Linked DNA regions of Rattus norvegicus: region 2 is linked to region 1. A link is a contact called in public Hi-C data. All regions are on one chromosome and are shown on one strand. Each heading gives the region's core, a stretch centred on a gene start, on an enhancer-like site or on the middle of the called end of the contact. The rest is flanking DNA. Distances are from core to core; before and after follow the strand shown. Region 1 has its middle 140 kb from the start of Arhgef3. Region 2 holds the start of Arhgef3 (Rho guanine nucleotide exchange factor 3).

What was found. Hi-C and Micro-C count contacts between places; a contact is called where the count stands out from the background.
Region 2: a Hi-C map of kidney shows a contact between it and region 1, with 4 times the contacts expected there. The contact joins the promoter of Arhgef3 here to the enhancer-like site in region 1. A contact is called at or near these places in 11 of 12 Hi-C or Micro-C datasets (the A7r5 cell line, the Rat2 cell line, Schwann cells and 7 more) and 1 of 1 datasets of contacts at active chromatin or transcription factors (oligodendrocytes).

What each region holds. Positions count from the first base shown.
Region 1 is chr16:2,377,542-2,381,738 of GRCr8, forward strand. It overlaps a transcript of Il17rd not described here and a transcript of Arhgef3 not described here. Among named protein-coding and RNA genes, the nearest start is that of Arhgef3, 140 kb to the right of the region's middle. Within about 2 kb of position 2,745, at least 6 of the 93 cell types and tissues checked have an H3K27ac peak or open chromatin away from gene starts, as enhancers often do. A contact at or near this core is called in kidney, where this site is marked.
Region 2 is chr16:2,516,607-2,520,747 of GRCr8, forward strand. Arhgef3 (Rho guanine nucleotide exchange factor 3) reads left to right here and starts at 2,605. Exons shown (of 10, transcript NM_001106061.1): 1 at 2,605-2,818. The coding sequence starts at 2,726.

The DNA.
Region 1 (4,197 bases), core at 1,495-3,994:
ATACACATAATATTTATGTATGTTTGTATCATATATAAAATATACATATATACATACATGCATATATACATACACACATATAAAATCATGGAAGATGCTACAAAAAAGGGAAGACTGGATTAAATACAAACTTGGATATAAAACATGCTAGTTTCATTTAGGACAATAAAACTAATCTTTGAGACTAGGCCTGAAAGATTATTTTGTTGTGTAAGTTGATAGCCTAACTGTGCAGAGTCTGGGACCAAACCAAAAGCAAATAATGAATCAACCAAAGTTATTCTTAGTGCTGTTTCCTGTTGCTGTAACACTCTTAAAGGGCGCACCTTAAAGGGCGCCTTAAAGGGCGGAGGGTTTATTTGGCTCCCAATTCTAAGTTCCTGGCCATTAATATAGGGAAGTGAAGGTGGCAGGTACTTGGAGCACTGGTCATGTTACATCCATAGTCAAACAGAGGGCAGTGAGTTGGTGCATACACACCAGTGCTCGGCTTGAATTCCCCACCTAGGGAATGGTGCCACCCACAGTAGGCGGGTCTTCCCATCTCGTTTAACACAATCAAGAGAATCTCCCACAGGTAGGCCAGCCTCATTCTAGGTCTCTCACTGAGACCTTCTTCCCAGACAATTCTAAAAGTTGACATGCTAACTATAGTCACCTTCCCTTGAAGTTGGTTCATACTGTAGATGACTAAAGTTCTGTTTTATTTTCTAAGTGGCTTTATATCCTGAGAGCCAAGTAAAGTACCTGGCACAAAGTTGGGGCCGGTGGGGATGGAGAAAAGGCTGAGCCCCTGGGGTTGATGGCTAGAGTGTAATTCCAGGAAAAGCCTTCTATGAGGAAGTGCAGACCTAGCCCTCACATCAGCAGATTCGGGGTCAGGACTGGCCGTGAGCAGAAGGGCAGCCATCGCTGTGTGGAAATCCAGCGATGGGAATGGGGTTATCAAACAGGAAGTGGGGCTTAAGAGCAAAGGGGGCTCAGTGATTAGGGCAAAGAGTGGGGAAGGAAAGGAGCTGTTGTTTCTGGCAATGTTTACACACTGCTTTGTCACGTGAGCTGGTCTCCAGGGCCATCTTAGCCTCCTCCCTCCTCCCTGAGCATCCCAGAACAGGGCTGGGCGTCAGCCCGATGTATTTGGGATTCGGTGAGCTGAGGGACCCTTAGCAAGGGACAGGCCCTCTCTCAGCCCTGATTTCCCTACCTATAAAAACACCACAGTCCCGTGTGTGACTTTGATATATTTGGAGATTTGAAGTGCACGTTAGCCATGGATGGTCTTTCTACCCTGTACTGTGGCTCTCTAACAATAACCCAAGACATTATTTATACACAGTAGCAATCTTCAGTTCTGGATCCTTAGCTGCCTGAAGCTGCCCCGGCTCCACTCAAATCCCCTTCCCATCTATTTTGCCCATAGGATTCTTCTTTTACCCTGGCTTTCATTTTCTTCCTGGATCCTTGCTACATCCCCCACCTCCACCCACCTAACTAACTCCTTTGGAGTCACGGAGAATGATGAGTTCAGACTTTACCTCAGGGAGAAGAAACTGACTAGGACACAAACATATTGTGGGAAAGGTAGGAAACTGGAAGATTCCAGAACAGGCCAGTCAATACCTCCTGAGTCTGACCCCAACTTGTCTTCTCAGCCACTGGCCACTGTCCCTGGCCCAAACCTGCTAGGGCTTTCTGGAAGGAAAAGGCAGATTGGACTTAGGGTGTGATTCGTAATGTTAAGAGTCTAGTAGCCATGAGGACAGTCTCTTAAGATGGTGTTGGGACACTCTGGGCCTTTGGACACTCAGAGAGCACAAGCAGCCGGAATCCTTTGTGTATCTGGTGCTTCAGCACTCATAGGGGCATTCATTCGTAGATGACATTCAAGTGTGCCAGAAAACAAGAATACCAGCAGCAGCAAGAAAACCTCCCAAGGAAAGGACAAATGTAATCTTTTCCTATCAGTTCTTCTGTTGAGAAATGAAACCTTTTAGTTTTCAGTTCCTGTTTTATTTTGTTTACTTAAAATTTTAAAACACACATTGTGTGTGTGAGTATATGTGTAAGTATATGTGTGTGCGTGTGTGCATATGTGTGAGTGTGTGTGTGCATGTGTGCGTGTGTGTGTGTGTGTGTGTGTGTGCATCAGAGGACAGCTTCTGAGAGTCACTTCTTTCTTTGTGCCATGTGTGGCCAGGATCTGACTCCAGTTGTCAGGGTCAAGTGTCTTTGCCCATTTGTCTTGCCACATCTCAATTACAGTGTTTGCTTGAAAGGACTCAGTGATATTGCACTCACTTACCATGTACAAGGCCCTGGGTTTGATCCCCAACACAAAATGGGATGAGGAATACCAAAGATCTGATATGCGGTTTAATATTTTTTTTAAAGATTTATTTATTTACTTAATGTATATAAGCACACTGTAGCTGTCTTCAGACACACCCAACCCCATTACAGATGGTTGTGAGCCACCATGTGGTTGCTGGGAATTGAACTCAGGACCTTGAGAAGAGCAGTCGGTGCTCTTAACTGCTGAGCCATCTCTCCAGCCCCTGATACGCGGTTTAGATTGGTGGCCCAGTCCCTGCAAAGGGACGAGGCTCCTCCTGGCATTTCTGAAGGTGGCCACCAGAGGGCACTGTGCCCTCAAAGGGACGAGGCGCCTCCTGGCATTTCTGAAGGTGGCCACCAGAGGGCACTGTGCACCCACACTCCATGTGGTTTGTCTTCGCTTTGTCCTTGAGGAGGTTGGAGCCGTGCTCTTTCCAACCCTCAGCCCCTGAAAAGATTCACATCCAGCTATTTCCAGTGGAACACTGAGTTCTCCAGGAGGGGCCTTTCCCCATTAAAGCTGCAGCGACCTTGTTATTATAACACCCGGGTCTGCCCAGCAAAGTCCCGAAAGGAGTGCGTTCTCCAGTGTTCCTTTGGCCAGATGGGTGTGTGCTCTTACACAAACACGGATTAATTAATGCTGGACTCCAGAAGAGTTGACCTCTCAAACCAAACACTTCCACTGGACAGGATCTGCCCCCGCCCCTCAGTTGTACAGAAATCAAAAGGCAGTTACAGTAACTAGAGAATGCACGTGCCCAGGAGCTCGGACATTCAGAACACTGTGCTTCTCAAGGGGACATTTCAATTCCATCGAGTGGGTTATTCCCGTCCTACCAGTGCTATTGATAGTTTTGATGGGTAATATCTATTGTGTCGCATGCACGATGGGCATTATTTTAGGTACTTAAAAGCTTTAAAAAAAAAGTTACATTCATGGGGAAGGATATGGAGGTCAGGGGAAAACCTGCAGGAGTTAATTCTCCCCTTCCACCATGTTGGGCCTGGGATCAAACCCTGGTTGTCTGGCATAGCAACAAGCTCCTTTACCCACTGAAACACCTTGCCGTCCTCTCCATGGCTGTTTTTTTTTTTTTTTTTTGTTTTTTTAAAGATTTATTTATTTATTTCATGTGTGTGGGTACACCGTAACTGTCTTCAGAAACACCAGAAGAGGGCATCAGATCCCATTACAGATGGTTGTGAGCCACCATGTGGTTGCTGGGAATTGAACTCAGGACCTCTGGAAGAGCAGTCGGTGCTCTTGACCGCTGAGCCACCTCTCCAGCCCCGTCTCCATGGTTTTATGAGCAGGAGTTTACTAGCCCTTGGAAAATGGGATAAACTTACTACAAGCATGCTTACCCATCTGGTGAGGGACAGTGTAGAAATGACCCTCTATGGCATCACCTGTTCCTGCCTCTCACAAAAGCTCTGCTGCTGGAGAGGAGAGTCTTCTGCAGCATGGTGGCACTGTCTCAGTGGAGCACTGGCTCTGTCGTGGGAGCCCGGGCTCATCTTTGACCCTCTGATTCACACTTATTATTCTGTGTGCTCCAGCTTCTTCACCTGCTGGTTGTCGCTCTGTGTGTGTGTGTGTGTGTGTGTGTGTGTGTGTGTGTGTGTGTGTGTGTGGTGATACTCACAGAAGTCACCTAGAGTTGCAATACCAATTACCTGGGACATATTCTAACATATCTACCCTCCAAAGCTCTTAACAGGACCCCCATCAGATTTCCCTCCCAAGGTCATGCCCTCCTTTTAAATTTGTTTGTTTGTCAGCCCACTGAGTCTGATTAACACTACCCATGGGCACATGGGTGCTGGATTGTCCACTGGGGCATGGGAAATCTATGAGTG
Region 2 (4,141 bases), core at 1,355-3,854, 140 kb after region 1:
GCATGTATGCTAGTCACTGATTCTATGGTTCCTAGTGTTTTTTAAGAAAGGCAAAAAAGTCTTAAGAGAAAATGAAATGTATATGGTAAGCTTCTTATTAATATGATTGCTATTTGGTGTCCAGTAATTAAACTTGACGTTCAATTTCCCTTCTCCATTTTCACATGCACTTGTATGAGTGTGTGTGTGTGTGTGTGTGTGTGTGTGTGTGTGTGTGTGTGTGTGTGTAGTGTGTGTGTTCCCGTGCATGTGGGTGTCAGTGAAGGTCAGAAGAGGCTATGAGATCCTCTGGAGCTGGATGTATAGGTGGTTTTGAGCTACCTGATGTGGGTGCTGGGAATTAAACTCGAATCCTCTAAAAAGGAAACAAGTGCTTTTAACTGGTGTGCTCTCTCTGCCACTCCCTCCCCCCACACACACCCATTTCTAAGGGCTCATTTACTATCACCAGGTAGTTTTGGTGTGTCACACCGCCTGGTCAGAATGCTGAAGAAAACACCCCAATATGAGAGCTGTGGGAATCTCTTGCAGGGAATTCCCCATCGAGGGCTGTAAGTGTATTTTCCAACTGGAGAGCAAGGCCCAGTACTTCATTTGGGATCAAAGTTCATTACCAAATGAACTGTTGATGCCCAGGGTCTTGTGGTGGAGATTGTGGGTGAGCCCTGGAGGAACAGGGAAAGGATAAAGGAAAAGAGGCTGTGGGTGCTTTGGCTCTGGGACATGTCACTACCTCTGGTCTGGCTTGCTTGGGCACCCTGGAGATGGGGTTCCCTTTGCTCCAGCAGCACATTTGGCTACGCTTGCAGGGAGTATGACTGTGTGGTGGGGATGTCATTAGGGAAAGTCAGTGGTTGTCATAGGCTCCTTCCCACTCCACACTTCTTTGGCTGCAGCTTTCTTCCTATTGCTTCAGGTTGTGTACTTAGAAAGAAAACCACAGCTTCCTCTTGTCTCGTCAGAACCCACTCATTTAGGAGCCCTGTTCACACATATGCTTCTTCCCGTATCCAAAGGCAGTCCATTCGTCTGCTATCTAGTTGGGCAAGATAATGGGTGGGTTTAGGGCCAGGGTGTGGGTTTGGTACCTGAGGTGGAAGATCCACACGTTAAGCAGTTTCTCACCAGGGAAAGTAGGAACTGCTGGGTTCTGACCTCATCTGGAAGCAGAGAATGTCTAAGCAGGATCTATTTCTCCATCACACTGCCTCCCTCACACCCCAACAGCAAAAACAAGACTCGGTAGCTCCCTGTAACAGCACTTGCTGTACGAGGCCATTCACTGGAGGATGGAAAGATACTACAGGGAAGTTTACAAGAAATGTTATTTGGAGGAAATGATAACTTTAAGAAAATTAATTTCTTCTTTCCCCTGGGTGACATGCGAACATAGTTTTCTTTTAAGACGTTGAAAATTGTTACTGTAACTGTAAAGCCTCTTTGTTGACTATCACTACCTTTTCTATCTCAGATGTTTCTTCTCCTCTGCCACCAGGGACAGTGTAAGTTTGTCTCAGATTTTTCTAGACATTAAATGTTGTTGACCTACAAGTATGTCTTTATAGAAAATATCAAGAAAGAAACAAAGAAACAAAGAAGCAAAGAAAGAGAAGGAAGAAGGAAAGTATTCTTTTGTAGATGTGTTTTGATCACAGACTGTTCTACTGCTTTGATTCCGCACTGTTATATTTTGGATGCAGGAACTGAACTCAGAGCCCCACACTTGCTAACTATTCTTCAAAAGGCCAGCCTTTTACTTTTCGAACTGAGGCCAGCATCAAGGAGATCTTTCAGTGCCCCACCCATAGACCCATCTCCTTTCTGATCGCTATGGGGTGGTGTTCTATAATTAGAAAAGTTTACTTAAAGTACTCTTACCAAAGACCGTTGCCATTGTTTCTAGTTTTTTGTTTGTTTGTTTGTTTTTTACTGACTGGTCAGGGCTGCAGCAACGCCCTTTTAATTGCTTCTTGGGCATTTACAACGTCAGTGTTTCCCTTAGAAAAGATCCCCCAAAACGTGATCTTTGCTTTAGACTGGAAACAGACTGAATCAGTCCAGCGTGGGTGTAGGGGCGTGAGTGTAGGCACGTGGGAGGGGGAAGAGGATGGTTAGAGGGGACTCCATATGTGGTGGAAAGTATTTGTCTCTCGGCTGTGGAGGTTGGTTACGCGGTGCTTTTTGAACTGCACACTTAAAGTGGGCGCATTTAACTGTTTGGACTGCTTTTACCCTACTAACGCTCACTTTTAAAAAAGGACCGCCAGGGCTATGTAGAGAAACCCTGCACACACCCCGCCTACGCCTCAAAATGATTCTGGCTTGGGCCTTGCCCCCTCGCTCCCGGGCCTCCTTGCTACAAACTGTTCTTCCACGAATGGAGTTGCCTGGGGTCTGGTGGCTCAACGCGCGTGTTCCCTGAGGTCCCCAAAGTTGGCAGAACCGCCCCAGCCCCACGAGGCGTCTACACGTCCGCACCTGGCGTTCCTAGGAGGGCGGGGTGGTCCTCTCTAGTCCCGCCCATCCGCCCTCCCTCCGTGGGCGTGGCTTACAGCGGCCCGCCCTCCCGGTGGAGCCAGGCATCAGGTCCAGCCTGCTAGAAGCCGTTGTAGGTGTTCGCGTCGCCGCCGCCGGCATCGTGGAGCTCGGGCCCTCTTTTACCCGGGATTTTTGTTGTCGCCTGGGATCAGCGGTGACATCGCAAAGGGCAGGCCCGGCAGCTGCCATGGTGGCCAAGGATTACCCCTTCTACCTCACTGTCAAGAGGGCAAACTGCAGCTTGGAGGCGCCCCTGGGCAGCGGGGTGGCCAAGGACGAGGTAGGACGCGCCCTCCACACACCTGCACCTCGGGCTTCTCCGCCACCTCACCTTGTATACCGCACACTTTCTCTCCATCTCCCCGGAGTGCTGCGCTTCTCCGGATCGCCCCTTCAAATGCTCCCTCTCGCCTTCTCTTGGCTCCTCTATCCCTGCCCCTCTCTCCCTGCGCCCGGGAACCGCAGTTTCCTGACGCTGCCTCTCTCCTACTGGAGAGTCCGGCAGACAGAACTCCAGTCTCTGTCTAGAGCCCGCAAAGGCATCTACCTACCGCTGCCCTGTTAGGGAGGCCTGGGTGTCAGGAAGAGCCCCTCGTAAAGCAATGTGTCCCCGTCCTCGGTCGGGGTTAAGAGAGCCTAAGTTCTTTGAGACCGGTTCAGATATCTCACCAGACACACTTGGTTTTGTAGCTGTTTGAGAGCAAGGGCAGGACAGAGCACCTTTACTTGTCAAAAGTAACCAATAAAGGAGGTTGGAGGAAGAGTGTCGTTCATTTTGGGTCTAAGCTAAAAGAGTAATTGAGGCTGAAAATGAGCTATACGCTGGTGAATTCGCTGTCTTAAAGACTAGAAACAGTTCCCTTTCTGGGAACTTGGGCGCAGGGAGAGAGGCAGTGCCCTTGGGTAATTGAGGGAGTCCTCTCAGTTTGGTTTTCTTAAGCTTTCCCCTCCCGCCCCCGTGTGCTCTGTCTCTGGCAAGTTGCTGACTGCCCTTAAAAGAGTTAGTAGGTTAAGCTGGGGGAGAAGACTATTCTCGTACTTTTTCAGGGTTTTAGAGAAGACAGTTGCCTTATCAGATCCTAGCCTTGCTGTGGTGGCGTCTATAGCACCAGCTAATCATCCCCCCCCCCCGTGTGTGTGTGTGTGTGTGTGTGTGTGTGTGTGTGTGTGTGTGTGTGTTCTCCACTTTCCTCTGCCTCACTCTGAGAACCACCAAGACGGGGGGGGGGGGGCGGGTGGGCAGTGGTGGTGCTGGAGGCAGATGTGTGTCCCGCCCAGTCACTGCACGGTTGGTTCCACCTATGCGACACATGTAGGTCTGTCTGCTCAGTGTGTGCCCTTGACTCTGAATTCTGTATAGGTGTATTTGGAGATTCATTTCCTCCAACAGTGCCTCCTTGCAGCAGGACTCTGCCAGGCTCTGGTTATACAAGATAAAACCCTCTCCTTTCCGTAGCTAGTTGAATATTTGTAGAGCTCGTAGTCTCAGCAGCTATGGAAGTGTGACGGGTTCTCATCTGTTTGGACAGGGTGGTACCTTCCTGGGGTTCAGGTTGTTACTGCCTGGGTTAGATATGAGTTTTCAGTAGGGATGGGGCTGGTG